2 separate regions of the Zea mays genome follow, and region 2 is linked to region 1. A link is a contact called in public Hi-C data. All regions are on one chromosome and are shown on one strand. The core of a region is the stretch at or near the end of the contact, and the rest is flanking DNA. Distances in the headings are between cores, read along the strand shown. Region 1 holds the start of LOC100280619. Region 2 holds the start of LOC110485087.

Region 1 (6,443 bases), core at 2,325-4,824:
TGGCTATTTATGTGAGGAAGTTTCTCCAGATGCTGTTGAGCAAGATCAAGTCAATAAAATACTTACAGCTGTTGTTCAGGGTATGAATGCTTCTGAGGCAAACTCTGATGTGAGGCTTGCAGCTACACGGGCATTGTATAATGCTTTGGGCTTTGCTCAGGTTAACTTCTCAAATGACATGGAGCGTGACTATATCATGAGAGTAGTTTGTGAAGCGACACAGTCTCCAGAGGTGAAGATAAGGCAGGCCGCCTTTGAGTGTTTGGTGGCTATCTCGTCTACTTATTATGATAAGCTGGCAACAGACATGCAGGATATATTTAATATAACTGCAAAAGCTGTGAGGGGAGATGAGGAGTCAGTTGCACTCCAGGCTATTGAATTCTGGAGTTCCATATGCGATGAGGAAATTGATATTCTGGATGAGTACAGCAGTGAATTTACAGCTGATTCCGATGTTCCTTGCTACTACTTTATCAAGCAGGCTCTTCCTGCCTTGGTGCCTATGTTGTTGGAAACTCTCCTCAAGCAAGAGGAAGACCAAGACTTGGATGAAGGTGCTTGGAATCTTGCAATGGCTGGGGGAACTTGTTTGGGCCTGGTGGCAAGGACCGTTGGTGATGACATTGTTCCTCTTGTAATGCCTTTTGTGGAGGAGAACATAACCAAGTCTGAGTGGAGACAAAGAGAGGCTGCAACATATGCCTTTGGCTCTATCTTGGAGGGCCCATCAGCTGATAAACTGGCTCCTCTTGTTAATGTTGCATTGGGCTTCATGCTGTCTGCACTGATGAAGGATCCAAGCAACCATGTGAAGGACACAACTGCTTGGACCCTTGGGAGAATCTTTGAGTTCCTTCATGGTTCAGCGCTTGAAACTCCTCCTATCATCACAGGTGAGAATTGTCAGCAAATACTTACTGTGCTGCTTCACAGCATGAAGGATGTCCCAAATGTGGCTGAAAAGGCATGTGGAGCCCTATATTTCCTTGCACAAGGCTATGTTGATGCTGGATCTGCATCACCATTATCCCCTTTCTTTCAAGATATCGTTCAGAACCTGCTTATGGTCACTCACAGGGACGATGCTGGAGAATCTCGGTTGCGAACAGCAGCATATGAGACCCTAAATGAAGTTGTCAGGTGCTCCACTGAGGAGACGGCCCCTATTGTTATGCAGTTAGTACCTGTGATCATGGTGGAGCTCCATCAGACACTGGAAGCTGAAAAGCTGTCAACTGATGAGAGGGAGAAGAGGAGCGAACTGCAGGGCCTCCTTTGTGGTTGCTTGCAGGTCATAATCCAAAAGTTAGGGGGGATGGAGTCAACTAAGTACTCTTTCTTGCAGTATGCTGATCAGATGATGGATCTGTTTTTGAAAGTTTTCGCATGTCGAAATGCCACAGTACACGAAGAAGCTATGCTTGCTATTGGTGCATTGGCATATGCAGCTGGCCCAAACTTTGCAAAGTACATGACACAGTTTTATCAGTATTTGGAGATGGGACTTCAGAACTTTGAGGAGTATCAGGTGTGTGCCATTACCGTGGGTGTTGTTGGTGACCTCTGCAGAGCACTGGAAGACAAAATTTTACCCTTCTGCGATGGCATCATGACCCAGCTCCTGAAGGACCTGTCCAGTAACCAGTTGCACAGATCTGTGAAACCACCGATATTTTCGTGCTTTGGTGATATAGCACTGGCAATTGGGGAGGACTTTGAGAAGTATTTGATCTATGCGATGCCTATGCTGCAAAGTGCTGCTGATTTGTCGGCCCATACCACTGCAACTGATGATGAGATGCTCGACTACACCAATCAGCTAAGAAATGGAATCTTGGAAGCCTACTCTGGTATCCTGCAAGGATTTAAGAGTTCACCTAAGACACAACTGCTGATGCCATTCGCTCCGCATATTATTCAGTTCCTTGATGCTCTGTACAATGGGAAGGATATGTACGTCAAAACTTCACACTCTGATTCTTCAACTCCGCTGCTTAACTTATGAGCCATTTGTTTTGTTGGCCTAATTCCTTATGTTGCTATGACTCTTTTGCAGGGATGATACTGTGATGAAGACTGCAATAGGTGTCTTGGGAGATCTGGCTGACACATTAGGTGTCCATGCTGGCCCTTTGATCAATCAATCCACCTCAAGCCAGGCATTTTTAGAGGAATGCTTGGCATCAGACGATCCTTTGGTGAAAGAATCTGCCGATTGGGCGAGGATAGCAGTCAGCCGTGCAGTTTCGGGTTGATGCCACAGTGAGTCTCGAGTCTGCACTTGCATCCCATCCACATGTCATCATGCCTGGGTCTTTAATTGCTTCATGTCCAGACCTGCTCTTCGGTGAAGTCCAACATCTTTACAGCAGAGTCGGAGGGTCCCCACTAACTCATGCATCAGTACATGTGTCAACCCGCGCCCCGCTTCGGCGGGAAAAGAAGGGTTCAAGTTGGCCGCCCACTAACTTTCGCCAAATGCATCTGCAACCTTCATGTCTTGTTGGAGGTGAGATGAGGTTCTATTATCGCATGACATGCTCACAGATTCCTGTGCATGGCATGCCTATGATATGTGGCCCATCATTTCCTCCCCTGTATCCATCCCATGCATCAAAGTTTGGTCAGATGGCCACGTGGGACAAAAGGCGCAGTTTCTTGCTGCTGCTCCAGTAAGAAAGAGCGGGCTCGAATCGCGTTGTCACAGGATTATTTTTGTATCGATCAGGGTGGCCAAGTCCATTTATGTCAGACATATCCTCCCTGCTGCTGCTGGTAGGTTGTGAATTTCCTAGCATTCTTTTCCCTTTGGCCGCTTGCATTGTCTTTGCATTTCATTCTTGGTCGGTCTATTTTGTAAGAGTTGCTTTGGGGGCAAAACATGTGTCCTGTCCGGTCTGCTACCGCACGCTATTTGTACAAGTCAGGTCCGTGCGTGCATTGGTTTATTTCCCGGTGTTATCGGAGCAGCGCGTGTTTGTGCCTTTTTCCACCGTGTTTTTGGTAATCTACATACATGCTGCTCCATTTCGGTTTATGAGGAGCTGTGTGGGTGAAGAAACAGAGATAGAGTTATATAGGTCTTTGAAGTGGTTCTTGCTGGTGGCAGAGGCAAATTGAGTTGGGTGTGGTTTATGAATTGTACCATGGTGTGGAGAAGACCCACTGGTAATATTTACTGTATTTGGCTGGTGCTCCGCCGCAGAGCATATGAGCAAAGTTAAGCGTGAGTGCTCTTTTTCTCAGCTTCATCTAAACATGGAATCAATTTAGTAAAATGTAGGTAAAGAAGTAAAGGTAGAATGCTTCTTGTTATCTTGCTTTTATCTCTGCCCATATCCTTACCCACCCAACTTGTCTGCTTCTAATTTGCTATGACCGTCCTTTTCTTCTTTTTTTTTGAATTGATAAAAAACGGTTTTCGATCCTAGCCCGTGTAGGAGTATATTGAAAACCGTAGCCAAATCTACTACTAGCATTGAAGTTCTTTTCTCTATTGACCCTTCTCATGGACGCTAGTCGCATCACTAAGCTCGCCTATAAAAGCCAGGCAGAGCTGTCTGATGTTTTGTCATTGCCATCACAATTCACAAACTCACGCCTAATAACACTACACAACCAGCTATAGGGGCCTACCAGCTTTGTCAAGGGCTGAAGAAGACCATGGCCAGAGCCATCGTCCTCGCCGCTCTTCTCCTCGCTGCCACTGCCAGCTCCACGACGGCGACCACGCTGACCATCCACAACCTCTGCCCTCACCCGGTGTGGCCTCTGGTGACCCCCAACTCAGGCCTCCCTTCCATCTCCGACAACACCGCGCGACTAGACCCCAACGCGCTGCTCACCCTCTCCTTCCCGCCCACCTTCTGGGCCGGCCGGGTGGCCGCGCGCACGGGCTGCGACGCCGCCGCGTCCGGCTGCTGGACGGGCGCCGCGCCGCCCGCCACCGTCGTGCAGGTCACCGTCCACGACGGCACGAACCAGGACCAGGCCGCCTACAGCGTCAGCCTCGCCGACGGCTTCAACGCGCCCGTGGTGGTCAGCCCGCAGGCGGCCGGCGGCGGGCAGTGCCCAGCGCTGGGGTGCCCCGTCGACCTCAACTGCGACTGCCCCCCGCAGCAGCGCGCCGCCGAGGGCGCCGCGTGCCGCGGCCCGCCGGAGTACTTCAAGAGCCGGTGCCCGCTCACCAGGACCACGCCCACCGACGTGGAGCCCGTGCCGCAGAGCTGCCGCGCGCCGGGCGAGCTCAAGGTCGTCTTCTGCCAGGCGACCATCGTCACAGGCGGTGTCGCCGCTGCCGCCGAAGCCGAGATGGCCATCCGAACCGTCGTCGCCGACAGCTAGACTACTGGCCGAGACAGACGTCCAGCTCCACTGGCCCCGCTTCGTTGAATCGTTATTTGTCACGCTTTTTGCTTTCGTGTGTTTGTTAGCTTAGGCTTCGACGCGTGTAACCCGGTGGTTTTTAAGCAAAATTTCAAGTTTAAATTCGTATTACATATTTTTTAATAAAAGCATTACATTTCTAATAAATTTAATTTAAAAAATCAGCTAAAATGCTCCCCATTCACGAGCTTATCGATAAATCCGCTTGCACTTGCAGACGACAATAATATAATTTCTTCTGAACAATGCCCTTTTTTTCCTTGCAAAATTCCTTGGCGTCCCGTTTGCATCATTGAAATTTAATTCCATTCTAATAATGGTGATTTAGTTATATATCAATTAAGCAAATTCGATTTTATGTAAAATATATTTTTATATTATTATTAGTAAGATATCAGAGATATTTATATGATATATTTTTACTATAAAGAAGTGAGACGAAGAATATCATGTAAGTTAAACAGTAGAAATAAATTCTACTAATGCATAAAATCATTTCCCATCCTCCACACTATGAATTTGAGATAGATTCATATCTGAAGTTTGGGAAGTGGTGGAATATCAAATTCCAAACTAAATAAGTTACTTTATTGAGTAAATTACAAATTCTCTAATGAAAGAATCCAAACGGGGTGTGAATAAAAATCCAGATCCGTTAAACTGAGACATTTAAAATCCACGGAGCATTTTCATTCACGGCCCTAGTAGCTCTTTTGGCATATATACCTTGCTTCTACCCGAGAGGAAAAGGGTTAAAGCAAAAGCTGCGGATATCACATCCCCCGATGACTGATGTCGGCGTCATCATGTCTTACCATCTTTCGACAAAGCAGAATTGTGTCGAAGACGAAAGCACGACATGACATCACCTTGCTTCTATTTTCCCCCTTGAGACTAAGGGCGTGTTTGCCGCCATGGCCCAGCAGCCTGGCTGCGCTCCCGGGCTGCAACTCCTGTGTTTGCGTCGCCTGGCTGGCTCGGGAGCCAGGCTGTGCGCGTGCAAATTGAGCCTCTCAGCCTGGCTCCACAGAAACGAGCTCAAGGTCCGTTTCCTGGGAGCCTGGCTGCTCGTGGCGCAAGGATTCCGCGTTTAGGTAGTTTTGGCCTTCTAGCCTGGCTGCATATTGGGTGACAAACACCAGCTCGTCTGAGCCAGGCTCATATGGTACAAGTGCGCAAACAAAGTGAGTTGCAGTAGCCGGGACAGGCTAGCCTCAGCCTGGACCAATTGAACGGGCCGAGCTGGCCAGGGACAGGGTCACAAACACGCCCTAAATATGCGAAGCTCCATCGAATTATGAAAACAATAATCTGGATCTGATGTACAGTTGGAGACAGGGAGCGAAGCCACGTTAGCTTTCTCTGCTACATGGTTACCAGGGTGAAGTAGAATTTTGCTAACATCTACCTTAAATTTATCTTGTATTTATTTTAAAATTATATATTTTCTCTTTATGTTTGCTATAATGTGTACCAAGGTTATTTTTGAGCTGATACACATGAGCAACGCTCCTTGACTCCTTGCCCCAACCAACACATCTTGCATAGGCTCAGAAAGGCCTCCGTCTCGGCGTCGCCAGAGCCCAGAGAGCACACCGTCAGCTCGTGCATGGGTTATGAACGCAGCGGCGGGCTCTCCCTTCTGCATCCCGATCGTTGTCGAATCCGAGGCTACCAATGTCGCACTATCTAAGATTGGATATCAATCTAGCTCGGCTCAGATCATTTGAGTTCGAACTGACTCGGTTCGACTTGTTAAGCTAACGAGCCACAGAGACAGATCGATTTGACTCGTTTATAAGCTCGAGCTGACTTATTTAACTCACAAGCCATATTAGAAAAAAAGAACAATATATATAATAATCAATTTATAGTTAATTACAAACCAATTTAACAACAGAAAATAGTAATTATACTTACAGTTCCACATACATCATCAATGTAACAACAAACTAACACAACTCATCACTCATCAATTTATCATCAATTTAAAATTCACACACATGTTCATTAGTTTAACCTACAGTCATAGTTGTATAGACCAATTTAATATG
Region 2 (6,126 bases), core at 3,010-5,509, 340 kb before region 1:
GCCGCCGCCTCCGCGGCCGACGCGCCCTTCGTCGTCGCGCACAAGAAAATTTCGCTCTCCCGCCCCAAGCCGGGCGTCGAGCGCGTCGCTGTCTCCCTCGACCTCTACAACCAGGGATCCGCGTGAGCACCGCTGCTTTCCCACAGCACCCCCACCGCCGATCCGGTTTGTCGCTTGTAGTAGTCTGCCGATCTGGCTTGTTGCTTGTCGTAGTTTCGTTTGCTCCTGGGATCTGATCTGACTCGTATGCGGTATGCCTTCCTTTTTCTGGGAGATTTGAACGCGCCTTCACTTGCTTGGATCTGCGTCGTGGGGTGAGTGAGTGATGCGAGGTTTCCTTCTTAAACCTTAGCCGGGGGATTTAGTTTTACCATTTTTTATCATATAGGTCCGCTAAATCTGAATTGTAGGTTTGCTTAATTGTGTGTAAGAAGCGAAGAATCGATATTTTTCAACCTTCGCTTGCTCTTCTGCTTTTGTAGATCCCCAATTTTCTCAATTCCTTGCTGGAAACGGGAGCAGATCATTACCCCTGTGTGCTGCCCTTGCTCTTAATTGACTGCTAGATCAATATCATGATTACTGCCCTTGCTTTTAATTCACTGCTAGACCAAGAAGTTATAAATTGCTAATTAATATTTATCATGTAGTATGCGCGGTGCATGCTAACTTGCTAATGGTTATCTAGTTAAACAACTAGTCAGCCCAACATCCAGTCACGGCATCCAAAGCGCTGGTGCCAACTTGCGTGTACGTAGTTGTGTCACAAAAGAAAGTGATCATAGAGTCCATGTGGAACATTGCATCGTATATTTTGTCTGCTACATCTTACTAGAATTTTTTGTGTTTGTCATCTTGCATATGGTTAATTGTATCTTAATTTGTAATGTGTTTAATTTTGCATAAAAAAGAGCTTTGTAATTTATTTCATTCTGAAATTTATGCTTTGTCGGTTTCCCAAGAAGCACACTTTTGTCTGCACTTGCAAAAGGAAATGCACTTTCTATTTATTAGAAGAACTGTGTGAAAAGTTTGCTTTGAGTTTAAGGCAATTGGTACTGTACTACTGTTGCAGTTGCATGCATTCTATTTTTACTAGTCATTTGTATGGGACAACACACTTTGTATTGCTTTGCTTACCTAATATATATTTCTTGGTCAGATATATATCCTGTAGTGTCACATATTTGTAGTATATATCTGGCTAAATCTGGAAGCCAAACACATGACTCTAGGACTAGTTGGTTATGTTAAAATTAAACATTAAATCACCAAATAAACGGACCTGGAATTTTTGCTATTTGTTTATGCGCATCGGATTTACTCCTTTGTGCTACAACAATTGTTGGTATCACCATGTGCTACTGCTTTCTCTTGTATCACAGTTCCAGTAATACTTGATGCGCTCGAAATTGGTCATTACAGTTTTTTTTGGAGTCATTGCATCATGTATATGTGCTCCCTTCCGTTTCATATGACGGCAAATCAATCCCATATGTTCTCATAGCATCTGCATGGACTTATTGTAAAACCTATTGCAGGACTGCCTATGATGTGTCCATTAATGACGACTCTTGGCCAACAGAAGTGTTTGAGCTTGTCACTGGAGAGAAATCGAAGACATTGGAAAGGCTTGACCCGTGAGTACATTTTGTAATGCATATCACTGCTTTACATGTTCATGTACAGTAAAGTTAATGATTACCTTGACTCTTTCAGTGGTGCCACTGCTTCACACACATATGTCCTGGAGACCAAAACACAGGGCAGGTTCCAGGGTTCACCAGCTATCATTACATACCGTGTTCCCACAAAGACAGCTCTTCAGGTCCCCCCCACCCCACTTTATCTCTACTGTTAAATGTCTTCAAGTCGTCCAATTAATCGCGATTAGTCGTCCAAGTTGGTTTGGACCAATCACGATTAATCGCCCTAGTCGGTCAGCAAGAACGACCAGCAAGTCGTCCGACTTGAAAACATTGCTACTGTACATAATTTAGTAGTGTTTCTTGTATTGTCCAACCCACGGTGTTTCGCTAAATCAATGCTTTGTACATGTTGAAGGAGGCATACTCAACTCCCATCTTCCCACTGGATATTCTCGCTGAGAGACCTCCAGAGAAGAAGTTTGAATGGGTAAGTAAGCATGCCATTGCACGCACAACCTAGTTCATGTTTCTTGCCCATACTGATGTTCGGATGCTGTTTCTGGTGTTACCTCTGCGTGGAAATCTGAATATGCTCTCATACTATGTTCAGGCTAAGGTATTTTTCTCTTTCCCTCTACTCTGGTCAATTTCCCTAGTTCATCTAAATAAAATTTTCAGGCAGATTTTACCATTCATTTGAGCTGGACACTAACAAAAAAAATTGTTATCCATGTGCAGAGGCTTGTGATGAAATACGGGTCACTTGTGTCTGTTGTCTCTTTTGTTGGACTGTTTATCTACCTTGTCGCGAGCCCGTCGAAGAGCAGCTCAAAGGCAAGCAAGAAGAGACGCTGATCTACTTATAGGTCGCAGTTGACGGTGTAGCTGGTGGTTTTGCCTGGAGGAACTCTTGGTAGTTTGAGCTGTGCGAAAGCTTTTAAGTTTACATTTACTCACCACTCCATGAACGGCAACGAAGTATTCATCAGTTAGAAAAGTGCACCTATAATTTTGGTTGCTTATAACTTTCTATTTGTCAGAGATTTAACTCGAAGGACCTGTAACTAGGAAAGTTAATTTTGCTTGGAAGAACATTTTGATATGATCGTTGTTCCTGTGCTTCGTGCGTGGTGCCGTGAAATTGAGAGGAACCATTTGGTGGGACGTTTTCAGCTGACAATGGTCATGACATTGCAACTGCCGTTAATCTGAACCATGCATGTTGAAGATCACATATTTAATAGTTAGGCCCTGTTTGGGAGCGCATTTTTTCAAAACCACAGTATTTCAAATACCATGGTATTTCAAAGCCATGACATAAGCTCAGTTTTAAATACCACAGTATCCAATACATAGAGGTGTTTGGGAACGTAGTTTTCAACCAAATCATAATGTGAAAAAGAAAGCTAAAACAAATTCTACTCCCAGCCACGTAATGCTTTCCCAATCAAAAAAGAACCTCCCAGCCTAGAGCGCACCTGTTGCAAATCAAAATAGCCAGTACATGTACATTAGAACAAGTTGTCATTGTTTTCCCAAGTGTTAAAATCAGAACAAGCTGTCATCGTTTTCCCAAGTTTTGAAATCATGTTGCTGGCTTTAAATGTCCAAGGTTCCCAAGAATTGACTACACGAGAGAAGAAGAGAAAAGTATCTTATTCTCTGCCTCCCATGTTTATATATATGTGTGTGAACCAGCCCATTCTAACTTTTACATTTATAAAGGTAGGGCTAGTTTGGAAACCCCATTTTTCTATAGAATTTTAATTTTCCCATAGGAAATTAGTTCATTTTCCCTTTGAAAAATTAGAATCCCTTGGAAAAACGATGTCCCCAAACTAGCCCGTAGTTAGGAGTTAGACGGAAAAAATAGCTGAAAAGAAAATTTACCTTATTTTGATAACTTATTCTTTTTCAATGATTGTAATATTAGCATGCAATGTAACATACACAAAACAAACTTACGCACATAGCATTTGTGAAACATAACATCTCTGAATAAAATTATGCACGAGATGGTGAAACAAACACAAGATTTATTATGACAAAAATACGCACAAGACTTGTGAAAGAAATTTGTGCACGCAAGATTTGTGAGTATAAATTACGTGTAAACAGATTTGTGGAAAAAACATACGCACTTGAGATTTGTGAACATAAGATCCTAGATCAGATCAGAAGAAGAGAAAACGTTAAAAAAAAACTGAAGAGTACAAAAAGGAAAAAAAAAGCACGGCAGCGTACTGCGCTCTGCAGCTAGCCAGTACAGGAATGAGAAAGGAGAACGGGCTGAGATATCACAAGGCACAAGCCATGCTGAGAAAGTGAGACGAGCGTTCGCTCAGGACGAATGACCGCTGAACTGGATTTGGGCTGTTTTGCTCACTTAAAGAGCCCAACTTCACCCAGATGGCCCATGAGAACCAGCCCACTCTTCTCCTCCCGCAGCCTCTCTGTCTCTCGCTCATTCCAATACACTGACACGACGGTCCCATCACTCATCGGACGGTTCAAACCAGCCGTGAACCTCATCTCCACCATCCGCCGTAGGGTAACCCTCCCCAAACCCTCACGACGCACTATATAATGCTCTCTCTTCTCTCTCGTCCAACGCTAGCCGCACCGCGCTCACTTCCGCACCCTCTTCCCGCCGCGCCGCCGCCGCCGCCGCTTCCTCCCCGCCGCCGGGCAAGATGGGTCGCGTGATCCGCGCGCAGCGTAAGGGTGCGGGATCCGTGTTCAAGTCCCACACCCACCACCGCAAGGGCCCCGCCCGGTTCCGCTCCCTCGACTTCGGCGAGCGCAACGGGTACCTCAAGGGCGTAGTCACCGACGTGATCCACGACCCCGGACGCGGCGCCCCGCTCGCCAAGGTCACCTTCCGCCACCCCTTCAGGTACAAGCACCAGAAGGAGCTCTTCGTCGCCGCCGAGGGCATGTACACCGGCCAGTTCGTTTACTGCGGCCGCCGCGCCACGCTCTCCATCGGCAACGTCCTGCCGCTCCGCGGGATCCCCGAGGGTGCCGTCGTCTGCAACGTCGAGCACCACGTTGGTGACCGCGGTGTCTTCGCCAGGGCCTCTGGGGACTACGCCATCGTGATCAGCCACAACCCTGACAACGGAACCTCGAGGTCTTAACACCATCAGCATCCCTCCTTTCTCTATTTCATTCGTAGGATGAGACCTGATGTGGTAGTTCGACTATGAGTACTTGTATCACTATCTGATATGTTAGGATTCATGTAGCATTCTGAAAATAGTTTAGCTCTGTTCTTGTGGCTTTAGATTTAGTATTTTTACAATTTTAGAACAAAACGCTTCGAATTGTGCTCTAGTATAGTAGACATATCTGCCACATTCTAGTTGTTTCGATAGGAAAGGTTTAGGAAGTTTCTTGCGTTATGGAGGTATATTTAGTTCTGTAGGCATTTGAAGTTGATTTGTTCGTATATTTTGTGATATTATTGTGCTGCTTTACACATCTCGATTGTTTATACTTATGAAATTGTAAGTTTTTTTCTCATCTGATGATGGCAGCCTTAATATTACATTTTTACAGCTGAACATATTGTAGAATACCTCCATTGTAGAATACCATGTAGATATTGCAAGTTCTTAAGGGTTGGTTTGGTGGACGGGAAATGGAGCCATGGATCCCCTCTGTTTTCCTGTCTACCAAAGCAGCCCTAATATTGCTGCCTATTGATGTTCTAATGTGGCAGAAGATAATATTGTTCTAGTGTAGTTGTCTATATATATATATTATAATCTATCCCAAACAATAGTTCCTAATTTTGCTCTGTTTTTACAGGATCAAGCTGCCATCTGGTGCCAAGAAAATTGTCCCCAGCAGCTGCCGTGCCATGATTGGGCAGGTTGCCGGTGGTGGCAGGACTGAGAAGCCGATGCTGAAGGCTGGCAACGCCTACCACAAGTACCGTGTGAAGAGGAACAGCTGGCCCAAGGTCCGTGGTGTGGCCATGAACCCCGTGGAGCATCCCCACGGAGGAGGTAACCACCAACATATCGGTCACGCCTCTACTGTCCGCCGCGATGCTCCCCCTGGCCAGAAGGTCGGTCTCATTGCGGCTAGGAGGACTGGAAGGCTCAGAGGCCAGGCTGCTGCCACAGCCTCCAAGGCTGACAAGGCCACCTAGAGTATTGTTGTTCTTGTTTTATCTATCCCTCTGCTGTGATTTATTAGATGGTTAAAAAGGACGTGTTCCGCTATGGATGGTACTATGGTGAAACATTGTGTCAGTTTTTGTGGTATCTGTATGGATTTTCAAGTATGCCTAAAGAAGTTTTTGGTGCTCAATGATATATGCCTCTTTTCTCAGTTTGCATTTTGGTTTGTTGTTGTAGAATTGTTGAACGGTTGTCTCCGATCGTGTAATTTCTGAGTTCCTTAACGTTGGTTGTGCATGGTTTGTCAAACAAATGTAAGTGGTAATTACCCTGAACTTCATTACGGC

The links. Hi-C and Micro-C count contacts between places; a contact is called where the count stands out from the background.
Region 2: a contact with region 1 is called in a Hi-C map of ear, with 4 times the contacts expected there. The contact joins the promoter of LOC110485087 here to the promoter of LOC100280619 in region 1. A contact is called at or near these places in 2 of 25 Hi-C or Micro-C datasets (ear and tassel).

Annotation. Positions count from the first base shown.
Region 1 is chr3:128,151,188-128,157,630 of Zm-B73-REFERENCE-NAM-5.0, reverse strand. It overlaps LOC100280619, which reads left to right and starts at 3,574. Exons shown (of 1, transcript NM_001367136.1): 1 at 3,574-4,530. The coding sequence starts at 3,667. The coding sequence ends at 4,347. LOC100381984 reads left to right here. Exons shown (of 3, transcript NM_001361569.1): 2 at 1-1,956; 3 at 2,060-3,254. The coding sequence ends at 2,258.
Region 2 is chr3:128,495,651-128,501,776 of Zm-B73-REFERENCE-NAM-5.0, reverse strand. LOC110485087 reads left to right here and starts at 4,259. Exons shown (of 2, transcript NM_001353000.1): 1 at 4,259-4,782; 2 at 5,463-5,947. The coding sequence starts at 4,343. The coding sequence ends at 5,808. LOC100272685 reads left to right here. Exons shown (of 6, transcript NM_001365772.1): 1 at 1-122; 2 at 1,542-1,640; 3 at 1,720-1,828; 4 at 2,065-2,136; 5 at 2,260-2,265; 6 at 2,388-2,750. The coding sequence ends at 2,504.